Linked DNA regions of Hordeum vulgare: region 1 is linked to region 2. The links are chromatin contacts, called in public Hi-C maps. All regions are on one chromosome and are shown on one strand. The core of a region is the stretch at or near the end of the contact, and the rest is flanking DNA. Distances in the headings are between cores, read along the strand shown. Region 1 holds the start of LOC123444486 (protein RETARDED ROOT GROWTH, mitochondrial-like). Region 2 holds the start of LOC123444483 (LRR receptor kinase SERK2).

What was found. Hi-C and Micro-C count contacts between places; a contact is called where the count stands out from the background.
Region 1: a Hi-C map of leaf shows a contact between it and region 2, with 4 times the contacts expected there. The contact joins the promoter of LOC123444486 here to the promoter of LOC123444483 in region 2. A contact is called at or near these places in 4 of 6 Hi-C or Micro-C datasets (leaf, seedling and an unstated tissue).

What each region holds. Positions count from the first base shown.
Region 1 is chr3H:499,433,757-499,440,069 of MorexV3_pseudomolecules_assembly, forward strand. It overlaps LOC123444486 (protein RETARDED ROOT GROWTH, mitochondrial-like), which reads left to right and starts at 3,256. Exons shown (of 7, transcript XM_045121208.1): 1 at 3,256-3,649; 2 at 3,837-3,948; 3 at 4,068-4,227; 4 at 4,877-5,025; 5 at 5,104-5,255; 6 at 5,938-6,052; 7 at 6,139-6,313. The coding sequence starts at 3,345. The coding sequence ends at 6,276.
Region 2 is chr3H:499,001,902-499,008,215 of MorexV3_pseudomolecules_assembly, forward strand. LOC123444483 (LRR receptor kinase SERK2) reads right to left here and starts at 1,971. Exons shown (of 13, transcript XM_045121206.1): 1 at 1,386-1,971; 2 at 417-483.

The DNA.
Region 1 (6,313 bases), core at 2,006-4,505, 430 kb after region 2:
AACAAAGCTACTACATAGACTCTCCTCTCGATTATGATGAATTGTGATTGCCTTAATGACTGAGAACACAGTTTGTTGATTTTCAATAAAGTTTATGCTTCATACTCCAAGAGTTGTGAAAGGATTATTACTTGTTTATGAGAAGTTATATGATAAATACTTGCGGCTGTGTTAATATTCATGATGCTCTCATGCTCATATTCTGTTTTTATCGACATCTCTCTCTCAAATCATGTGCTCATTATTTTCGAGTTGAGCTTTCTCTTTAGGACAAGCGAGGTCTAAGCTTTAGGGAGTTGATACACTCATTTTGCATCATGAATTATTATTGATATTTGTGTTGATCCTGTCTATTATCTATTATTATCATACAATTCGTATGCCTTTTCCTCTGAATATGCAAGGCACATCACTAAGAGGGAAATATAACTTGCTCCACATGACCTGAAATTTCACGGAGATTTTTTTTAGAATATTTAAGAATTTATGGGCCAAAACTATACCGGAGAGGGCCACCAGCTGGGCACAAGCCATCAGGGCGCACCCCCCGTCCACGTCTTGATAACTTGTGAGGCCCCAGCTGGTGTGATCTATCGTAGAAAAATCATAAGTTATCTTTCGAGACGAAGCACCGTCGTCTCGAGGTGGAAACCTGGGCACATATCGTTTTGTTCTCCGGCACTAAGATTCTGCCGGGGGAATTCCCCTTCGAGAGGGGGAAATCAAAGCCATCATCATCACCAATGCTTCCTCCTTCATGGGAGGACCAATCTTCATCAACATCTTCACCAGCACCATCTCATCTCCAACCCTAGTTCGTCATGTGTATTCAATCTTTGTCTCAGAACCTCAGATTGGTACCTCTGGGTTGCTAGAAGTGTTGATTACATCTTGTAGTTGATGCTGGTTGGACTACTTGGTGGAAGACATTATGTTCAGATCCTTAATTATTATTATTACACCTCTGATATTGAACATGTTGATGTTGTGTGAGTAGTAAATTAGTGTTCCTGGGGACATGCGAGAAGTCTTGTTATAAGTAATCATGCAAAGTTGGTATTCGTTCGATATTTTGATGATATGGATGTTTTTACTTCTCTTTGTGGTGTCATGTGAACGTTGAATATATAACACTTCACCATGGTATGGGCATAAGGGAAGTCATTGTGGAGTAACAAATAGATGATGGGTTGTGAGATTGACAGAATCTTAAACCCTAGTTTACGTGTTGCTTCATAAGGGGCTGATCTGGATCCACATGTTTCATGTTATGGTTAGATTATTCTTAATTCTTCTTTTGTAGTTGTGGATGCTTGCGAGAGGGGGTAATCGTAAGTAGGTTGTTAATTCAACTAAGAACATCACCTTAGCACTGGTCCACACCATATCAAATCATCAAAGTAGCAAACGTGAATCAACTTAATATGATGAACATGAGTATACATAAGTTCCTATGTGTCCTCGAGAGCGCTTGCTTTATATAAGAGAACTTTCCGGCATGCCCTTTGCTATAAAAAGGATTGGGCTACCTTGCTGCACCTTTGCTACTCTTGTTACTTGTCACTTGTTATGAATTATATTGCTACAAAGCTATCTATCGTTATTACTTACAACACTTACAGAGAATTCCTTGCTAAAAACTACTTATCATTTCCTTTTGCTCCTCGTTGGGTTCGACACTATTACTTATTGAAAGGACCATGATTGATCCCCTATACTTGTGGGTCATCACCCGACATTGGGTATGCTTTTGAAAATACATTTTCGGGGCACCAACTTTTATTTTTTCACAACTTCCAAAAATGCCATTCCATGATGAATTTTTGTGAGCAATCAAAAAAAATTCAAGGTTCATACCAAAAACAGTTTTTTTTTATTTGTGTCAATTATTTTAGTCGTTATTACTTACCTGAGCTTATTTGAGTCGAGCTCAGAAACATGGCGTTCTTTCATTTATATCTATTCTCCTAAATTATCCTTTTTCAATAGTACATAAAGTTAGATATGTGATTATAGGCTCCACGACCACCAGCTCTACCCTTCATCTCCCTTGACCAAACTACCTCCCACACGCATGCTTCACGTAGCTCGCGTATCTTTGAAGATCATGTCAGTCGGTGGATGGAAGCCATCTCCATGCCATTTGAACATATTACCACAACGTTCCACACACTGCACACGAGTTCGGGAGCATGCCATACTTAACTATAAGTATCCCCCTTTTACTTCCCAGAGTGATTGAGAATGCCTTCTTAAGCGGTTTTCGCACATTGGTTTTCACACGGACACGATAAAAATTCCCTAAGAAATCATAAGATGTTTCTACCATGACAAACTCTCTCATCTTTGATGCCAATGCTTTAATCATGCAAGCAAATTCATCAGGGAGGTCATGTATCTAGGCCTAGATATTCAAGTGAAACAAAAGGGGCCGTTGATGGTTTAGTGAGCCTATCATATGACATCATCAACGCTGCATCTTCATGAAAGGACTAGGGCCCCGTTCCACAATCTTCTCCCAATCACCCGCATAAAAAGAATTGGAGAGTATATAAATTAAAGATCGAAACTTAACATCTTGGGCAAGATCCCAAGTTGGCCTCATATTTTTTATAGTACCAGTACTGTAAATAGTCTCTCTATGTATACAAGTGCAATATCCATCTACCTGGTCGCCTCCACCAGCGGTGACCCTTGTTCCTTTAGCACAACATCGTCCAATTCCTCCCTCAAACCGATTTGTTCCATCATTGCTTCCAGACCTTCTTTGTTGGCCCCAGATAACGAACTCGCTCCATCTTTTTCCATGAGAAGAGAGCCCAAAATCAACTTAGATCGTTTTCTCACAAGTAGCTCAACCTTAGACAACCCGAATGGCTCATACACATGTCAACCAAGGCAGGATGGCGATGCTTGATCACCCCTGAATCAGCCCGAGTAAAAGCGACGGTGAATTGCCGAAGAAATAAGGGAAAACAAGTGCTCAACGCCGTTGCCGGCGAGAGAAGCTAAAACCCTAGCAAGAGGAGAGAAAAAGCTGGGTCGATCTTAATTACGAGTTAAATGAAGAGCATGTTTTTTTAGGACTAAAAGCAAAGCACGTTTTTGGTTTGAGCGGCCCAGATAAACTAGATCATGCCAGGCCGGCTGGCCTGTAAGCCCAGTGAGCCCAAGTCTACCCGATAAAGCCCATGTCGCCGTCCATTCCTTTCTCCCCAAGAACAAAGCGAGTGATTTTCGGGGGGAGAAAAAAGAAGTAGATACTCGGAGAAAGGCCAACCGGAGCTTTGCTGCTCGCGTCGTGGCGCGGCACCAGGTCGCTTCATCATCAAGCCTAAAACCCGATGGGGCGGCTGCGCGCGTGCCGCCACCACCTCCGCCGCCTCCTCGAGGCGAGGCCGCCGCCACCGAGCCCCACTCCGGCGCGCCTGCCGCACCTCCCAGCCCGCGTGTCTCCTTTTTCCTCGGCCGTGGCGGTCGCTGCCACGGTGCCCCATGACACCCGCGACTCCGGCCTCGGGAGCTCGGCCTACTGGGCCTGGATCCGGGCGGCGGCAGAGTCGGCCCCGGCCCCCGCGCCCCCACAGGAGGAGGAGGAGGAAGGCCCGGCGCGCTACATCCCCGTCAAGGCCTACTTCCTCTCCACCAGGTGAGTTTGGACGCGCGGGTGGGTGTACGCTGGGTGTTTGATGATAGTTCTGCAAGGAAGACCCTGCGTGCTACTGCGTTTTTTTTTCAGTCTCTCATCTAACATTGTCGCGGGAGGCCACGGTGGTTTGGTGCAGAGGAGTGAAAGAACGACTTTTGTTTGATTTCGTGTCTCCAATCCTTTACAGCATTGATCTGAAGAGCTTGCAGGCGGAGCATGGGACCGACGTGGTACCCCCATCGACCCGGTCGCTAAATTACATTGCGCTCCGCTACTCCGAATTCCCTCCAGAGATCATGGTAAGTGGCTTCATTGTAGCACCATATATTTTGTGGGCCAAGAATTTTATTCATGGCTGATCATTTGTTGAACATGTTGTATGTACATCAGATAACCTCATTTATCTGACGTTCTGTAGGACATTGGAGTGAAGGACAGCAGATTTTGTTATCGCTATGTGGTTGTCTTCCAATATGGTTCTGCTGTGCTCTTCAATATTGCTGATCATGAAGCTGAGCACTATCTTGAGATGATCAGGAATCATGCTTCTGGATGGCTTCCAGAGATGAGGAAAGACGGTATGTCCATGCTATTAACGAGCTGATTGTTATTGTTTAAACGGGTAAATAGTGTAGTTTTCCTCATTGATTTGTATTTATCTTTCTACTTTTCATTTCCATGTATGTGCACGATCAATCCAATTTCCTTTGATGATAATGACTGCTGATATTTGATAAAGACCATTGAGGATCAAGAGAATCACTCTTAATTTAATTTGTGTTTGATGTATTCCTTTTTATAGGCCACACTACTTTGGCCGAACCTTTATAAGCCTTCTGGAACTAGCCTTCTTAATTGTTTGCAAAATACATTTTAAATTTCATATGAAACATGTAAAACGTTGTACAAGGCACAGTGGATTATGTGAGAAGTGCATGTTTAAACAGGCATATTCAGAAATCTGAGAAGTTTGAGTCAAGCCTCATTTTCCAAGAGAGGAAATATCTAGAATGCTCTCTAATTACTTATACAATCAGTGCATATCATGTAGCTGCACCTGCATAAGTATATAGGCACCCAGTCATGCCTAAGATTGTTTGGGACCGACTAAGCCCCCCTGGCTAATAGAATAACAGCGGTAATATGGCACCTAGCGCTTAATCCGTTTTTATAACCCTGAACCTCTATTATATTCTCACATGATGAAATTTGTTTCACAATTACCAGATTATGCAGTAGTAGAGAAGCCGTCCCTGACAACATGGATGAAAGGAGGTCTTGATTACATAGTACTTAAAAGTTTAGACACTGATGGAATTCGGATCATTTCAAGTGTTCTTGGTCAAAGTATCGCTCTTGATCATTACATACGGCAGGTACTGTGATTAAGCAAAGTCACCAAACTATTTCCATGTGGTTGCAAGGTTTAAAGTTTTAAGACACTTCTTTAATAGGTCGATGATATGGTTGAGGAATTCACTGAAATCAATCGTACCATGGAGAAGACTGGGGACTTCACAATGAAAAGAAAGAAGCTCTTTCAACTTGTGGGCAAGGCTAATTCTAATCTTGCAGATGTTATCATTAGACTTGGCCTTTTTGACAGGTATGTACTAGTGTTGCACTCCCTCCTCCCGCGTATATATCATATACTCCCTCCGTCCCAAAATAAGTGTCGCAAATTTATAACCAAATTAGTATAAATTTTGTACTAAATCAGCGAAACTTATTTTGGGACGAAGGAAGTACCATATATTTTAGCAGTGTATATGTGATGTCATTTTCTGGAATGTAGGAATTTCATTATTCATCAACCCCATGTATTCTGTTGTGTTAAGGAACAGAAGGCATGTAACTGTCTAAAAATTAAGAGGACATAACTTGAGATCGTTGCGAGATAGGACTATATGACATCTATAGACCACTTTGATACTCACATGGTACTTCTCCCGCGAAAAAAACTAGTAATATTTATGCTGTTAATTAAAAAAATTCCCATGCTTTCCAGAAAGGTTGATGTTTTGAGCTCCAAACATACAAAATATACAATGCCACAGCTCTTCATATTTTTAGTCATTTTATTAGCATTGTGTTTCGCTTCGAGATTCAAAGAATCACAGATGCACTGCGTGACTATTATTCCCAGAATTAGCCAAGAGCCGAAGACACTATTTGTTTAGCTAAGACAATTATCAAAAAAGGGACTTTGTTAATCTGTACTGAAATGCATAACATTGATGCTAGAATCTTCTTTATCATCATAATATAAACAAAATGATTGTTTCCAGGTCAGAAATTGCTTGGAAAAATGCAAATTATGCACAAATTCTGGAGTATCTCCGGGAAGAATATGAACTGAATCAACGTTTTGGAAGCCTAGACTTCAAACTGAAATTTGTGGAGGTATTGTGCTCTTTCTTCTTTAGTGCAATAGCTGATTTCATCCTTCCCAGTTCTCATTTCCACTTGCAATTTATTTCTGGTAACAGCACAATGTTCATTTTCTTCAAGAAGTGCTCCAAAATAGACGATCGAATTTTCTGGAGTGGGGTGTCATAATACTGCTGGCTATTGAGATTGTGATCTCACTATACGAAATTATCAAGGATTCCAGCATGATGTCTTGAGCACTCTCACTCATTGGCCAACAGCTCATCAGTCATC
Region 2 (6,314 bases), core at 721-3,220:
TATGCACAGATTAATAACAGTAGCAGCAATCCATAGGCTACCTCGTTAAATAAAATCAGATCAGTGTGGAGCACACGATAAAAGAAAAACAAAAGCATGTATATTTCAAGTACACTATCATCAGAGAAGAAGATGGTTGCCTACAGCGTAAACCAGTACAAATCAAAATTCACTTGTCTTGAAGACATGAATTCAAGTATTGTACATAGAGATAGCATCTCTAGGTAGTTGTTCTACTTCTATCAGATGCAATTGATATCTACAGCACCTAATGCACCAATAAGGATACGTGTATCAGTAGCGGGCCGATACGGATACGTAAATTCCTCATTTTGGAAAACCGCCAATACATGTATAAGTTTTACAAAAAAAAATCACAAAAAATATATGTATACAAGCAAGGAACAGCAGATTACCTTCTTGTTTGCTCTACTATGGATGCCGAAACAGCTCCAAGCCTCTCCAATTGACAATGTTGATGCCCTGTTCCAACTCCAAGTTCCAAAGGGACAGAATTAGACTTTTAGCAAGTGTAAAATGAAAATGGGGCAGCAAATCAAATCATTTGTTAATTGTACGTCTATCATGGCATAACACAAAAGGTGGAACCTGAAGATCAATCAGCTAGCATGCAAAAGGCGAAACAATCACTTTAAACGCCAATAATTTACATCTGACTGTTAGAATCAACAACACAGCGTAACGGTACCACTATATTCCCAATCATAAACAAGATTTGGGACATCTATCATGCCAACAATACACTAGTACTAATATGTTACCCAATTTCGGCCAGTATAACCAAGACAAAGCTCCTGCTCTCTCAAATTGCATGTTGCTGCTAAGCTTTGATTTCAGGTCAAGACGGTGCAGATAAGGCTGGTCATAGTGGGAGTAACTTAACTAGTAACATAGCGCATTTCAAGAAAACTTTGCTTATGTGGCATGTAGTTAATGAGGAGAGAGGTGTTTAGAGTAACATAATATGTTACCCTAAGATAACATAAAATGAGTCTATAATCTAATAAATGCCACATATGATACTACTTCTATGTTCCTTTGCACTATGAAGGTAGTTGCTTAGACTAGTGTCATACTATAACATGTTCAAACCAATACATTTGCTCACCTGAAGAAGAAAAATCAAACTACAGTTTGCCAGTAGAAGCATTATCACAAACACTTGATCAAGCAAAATCCTTTCACATGTAAACTTGAGCATGCACCGGAAAAATCATGCAGCAAGTACTCGTCAAGGAATAATCAAAATTATACTATCACAGTACCAAATCTACAGCAAGTGCTCATCCAACACAGAAATAAGGACAAAAAACTGAACAACACAGAGTATGCAAGAGGAAGGGGGGGGGGGGGGGGCTACCTGCCTCTGGACTGGTCGCCGGCGTAGCTCCGGGCGGCGGCGTTGCTAGGCGGGAGCGGCTGGTCCAGGGAGGGAGGTGGGAGCGGCTGCTCGACGGAGGGAGGCGCTGCCGGGCTCCTCTACTGGCGGACGGGCAGCGCAGGCTGGGGGCGCCGCGGCGGAGGCTAGGGACCCTAGCTGTCGCGGTCGGGAGGGAGGCGCTCTCTCGGTTCGGTCGCTTGAAGGAACTAGGCGGCCGTACCCGCCTGCGCAACCGCCGCCGCCGCCAGTGCGCTGGTGGAGACGTGGGTGGTGGACGACCCGAGCGGTTGACTCCCCCAGACGCCGAAATGGACCGCTGCCGCGGCTGGTGAATCCATTTTAGGCAGTAGGCGGGGCGCAACTTGGTTGGGTTGGTGGATTCTCCATTTCCGCCCTCCGATCCCTTGAGATAAGACGGAATTGGTTGGGGTCGCTGGCTCTCGGGCTCGGGCTCGGACGCCGGTGCGCCGCGTGCCTCTCCGTGACTCGCCGCAGATTCTCCCCGCTAGCTAGCTATAGCCCCATGCGCTGTCCCTGCGAGGTCGCTTTCCGGTTAGCTCACGCCTTTCTGCCCGTGTTCTGTTTTCTGTTCAGTTTACTGTGCGGCGATGGCGAGGCAAACGATCGTTTTTGCGGGCCGAGGAGACGTAGTGGGAAAGCGGCAGCGCTATCTTCGGCTTGATGCTTGGCTCGGCTTGGCTCGATGCCCACTTGGAAATGGTGCCCACCTATAGTTTCCAGTGTCACCTATGGCGTCCCGACGGTTCCTACCTGGTTCACGTTTTGCGCGTACCCTCGCTTGGCGTCGGTCCATGGCTCGCCTGTGCTGACACTTCCCCACGAGTAAGATCAACTGTGCCGACCCAAACGAACGGTTTTGTTGTTCGTTTTTTGTTCGTTTGGATCAGCCGCTCCTTTTGTGTCCGTTTTGTTTTAGATTTGAATCGACGGTGCGTTGGACGCACGACCGATTCATTTCATGTCCGTACATAATTTTTTTTTAAAAACACTGATGACCCACAAGTATAGGGGATCAATCGTAGTCCTTTCGATAAGTAAGAGTGTCGAACCCAACGAAGAGAAGAAGAATCTGACAAGTGGTTCTCAGCAAGGTAAAATCTGCACGCACTGAAATTGTCGGTAACAAGTGATTGTGTGGTGAGATGATTCATAGCAAGCAACAAGTAACAAAAGTAACAACGGTGCAGCAAAGTGGCCCAATCCCTTTTCTAGCAAGGGACAAGCCTGAGCAAAGTCTTATAAGAGGAAAAACGCTTCCGAGGACACACGGGAATTTCTGTCATGCTAGTTTCATCATGTTCATATGATTCGCGTTCGTTACTTTGATAGTTTGATATGTGGGTGGACCGGCGCTTCGGTACTGCCCTTATTTGGACAAGCATCCCACTTATGATTAACCCCTCGCGCAAGCATCCGCAACTACGAAAGAAGAATTAAGACAACGTCTAACCATAACATTAAACTAGTGGATCCAAATCAGCCCCTTACGAAGCAACGCATAGACTGGGGTTTAAGCTTCTGTCACTCTAGCAACCCATCATCTACTTACTACTCCCCAATGCCTTCCTCTAGGCCCAAATATGATGAAGTGTTATGAAGTCGACGTTCACATAACACCACTAGAGTAAAAGACAACATAAAACATATCAAAATACCGAACGAATACCAAATTCACATGACTACTATTAGCATGACTCAGCCCATGTCCTCAGGAACAAAAGTAACTACTCACAAAGCATAATCGTAATCATGATCAGAGAGGTAATGAGTAGCATCAAGGATCTGAACATAAACTATTCCACCAACCGTATTGGCATAGGTGCTCCATCATGGCAGGATGAACGAGTCGCCGGAATCCTGCAGCCAACCGTATTGATTTAAATCTATACTCATACTCACAGTTTTGGTTCTGCAGGTCATAGATCTGGCCCTGGAGTTGATCAACCCTGTCATAGAGCCTGGAGACGTGCTTCCCAATGTCAATGGCATCCATCTTGTGATTGTTGGTGAACTCCGTGATCATCATGTGGTTGGCGTTGAGTCCACGCTCCACCATCCCTTGGCACTTGAAGACTTGTTGCTCCATTGCTTCGAGCCTCGTCTCCACGCTTTCGGTCTTCTTAGGCCCCTCAACATTACGGATGTGCAACATCCCCTCGCTCATCTTGATAGATTGGGGGGTGCTGCAATACTTCCGTGAGGTAGGGATTGATGACCTTCTCGAAGATCTTGTCCTTTGGAACTTTTGGGAAAGTCATGACGATCTAGATCTGCAACAGAAACAGGCTCGAAACGAAAACAGTGGAAAACTGCGCGATACGGAGATCAAAACCCTCGAGCGTATATATAATGATTTTTTCTGGACCAGAAGGAGTGCTCCGCAAGAAAACGGAGTCCGGGAGGCACACGAGGTGCCCACAAGCCCTGTTGCCGCGGCCAGGGGGAGGCCGCGGCAACCAAGCTTGTGGCCGCCTCGTGCGCTCTCCGGACTGCTTTTTATTTTTCTAATTTTCCATGAATTCTAAAACGGAGAAAAATTCCTATTGGAAAAGTTTCGGAGTCCAATTACTTACCGAAACACATACCTCTTCGTTTTCAGGGTCTGAAACGAGCTGATAAACATCCCTTATGTACTCCTCTGGAGTTATGATATTGATGATTTGGTCTCAACATTTATGGGAGTACCAGAGATGTAATGCTTGATTCTTTGCCCATTTACCACTCTAGGAAAATTACCTTCCGTGTTATTGATTTTGATGGCACCGGAACGACATACTTCCTCGACAACGTAGGGACCTTCCCATTTAGAGAGAAGCTTGCCTGCGAAGAATCTTAAACGAGCATTGTATAACAGGACATAATCACCTACATTGAACTCTCGTTTTGTATTCTTTTATCGTGCCATCTCTCAACCTTTTCCTTGAACAACTTGGCATTCTCATATGCCTGGGCCCTCCATTCATCTAATGAGCTGATATCAAACAACCGCTTCTCACCGGCAAATTTGAAATGGAAGTTGAGCTCTTTGATTGCCCAATAAGCTTTGTGTTCCAGTTCAAGAGGTAAATGACAGGCCTTACCGTAAACCATTTTATACGGCGACATGCCCATGGGATTCTTATAAGCAGTCCTATAAGCCCATAGTGCATCGTCAAGTTTGCTAGACCAATTCTTTCGAGATCTATTGACGGTCTTTTGTAAAATCAATTTGATCTCCCTATTACTCAACTCCACTTGACCACTAGACTGAGGATGATAAGGAGATGCAACTCTATGGTTGACATCGTACTTCGTGAACATCTTGTGGAAAACACCATGAATGAAGTGTGAACCGCCATCAGTCATCAGATATCTAGGGACTCCAAATCTTGGAAAAATGACTTCTTCAAGCATCTTAATAGAGGTGTGGTGATCAACATTTCTAGTGGGGATAGCTTCTACCCACTCAGTGACATAATCCACAGCAACTAAGATGTGAGTATACCCATTGGAACTCGGGAAAGGTCTCATATAATCAAAGCCCCAGACATCAAATGGTTCAATGTCAAGTGAATAGTTCATAGGCATTTCCTGAAGCTTACTGATATTCCCTATTCTTTGGCATTCGTCACAAGACAAGACAAACTTACGGGCATCCTTGAAGAGAGTGGGCCAATAGAACCCAGATTGCAATACCTTATGAGCAGTTTTGTCTCCAGCATGGTGTCCTCCGTAGGCTTCGGAATGACACTGTTGGAATTATGCCCTAGAGGCAATAATAAATATAGTTATTATTATAATTCATGTATCAAGATAATCGTTTATTATCCATGCTATAATTGTATTAAATGAAGACTTATATACATGTGTGGATACATAGACAAAACACTGTCCCTAGCAAGCCTCTAGTTGGCTAGCCAGTTGATCAAAGATAGTCAGGGTCTTCTGATTATGTACAAGGTGTTGTTATTTGATAACTGGATCACGTCATTAGGAGAATCACGTGATGGACTAGACCCAAACTAATAGACGTAGCATGTTGATCGTGTCATTTTGTTGCTACTGTTTTCTGCGTGTCAAGTATTTGTTCCTATGACCATGAGATCATATAACTCACTGACACCGGAGGAATGCTTTGTGTGTATCAAACGTCGCAACGTAACTGGGTGACTATAAAGATGCTCTACACGTATATCCGAAGGTGTTTGTTGAGTTAGTATGGATCGAGACTGGGATTTGTCACTCCGTGTAAAGGAGAGGTATCTCGGGGCCCACTTGGTAATACAACATCACACACAAGCCTTGCAAGCAAAGTGACGTAGTGTAAGTTGCAGGATCTTGTATTACGGAACGAGTAAAGAGACTTGCCGGTAAACAAGATTGAAATAGGTATGCAGATACTGACGATCGAATCTCGGGCAAGTAACATACCGAAGGACAAAGGGAATGACATACGGGATTATATGAGTCCTTGGCACTGAGGTTCAAACGATAAGATCTTCGTAGAATATGTGCGATCCAATATGGGCATCCAGGTCCCGCTATTGGATATTGACCGAGGAGTCACTCGGGTCATGTCTGCATAGTTCTCGAACCCGCAGGGTCTGCACACTTAAGGTTCGACGTTGTTTTATGCGTATTTGAGTTATATGGTTGGTTACCGAATGTTGTTCGGAGTCCCGGATGTCACGAGGGTTTCCGGAATGGTCCGGAAACGAAGATTGATATATAGGATGACCTCATTTGATTACCGGAAGGTTTTCGGAGTTACCGGGAATGTACCGGAAATGACGAATGGGTTCCAGGTGTTCACCGGGGGGGGCAACCCACCCTGGGGAAGCCATAGGCCTTGGGGTGGCGCACCAGCCCTTACTGAGCTGGTGGGACAGCCCAAGAAGGCCCTATGGGCCAA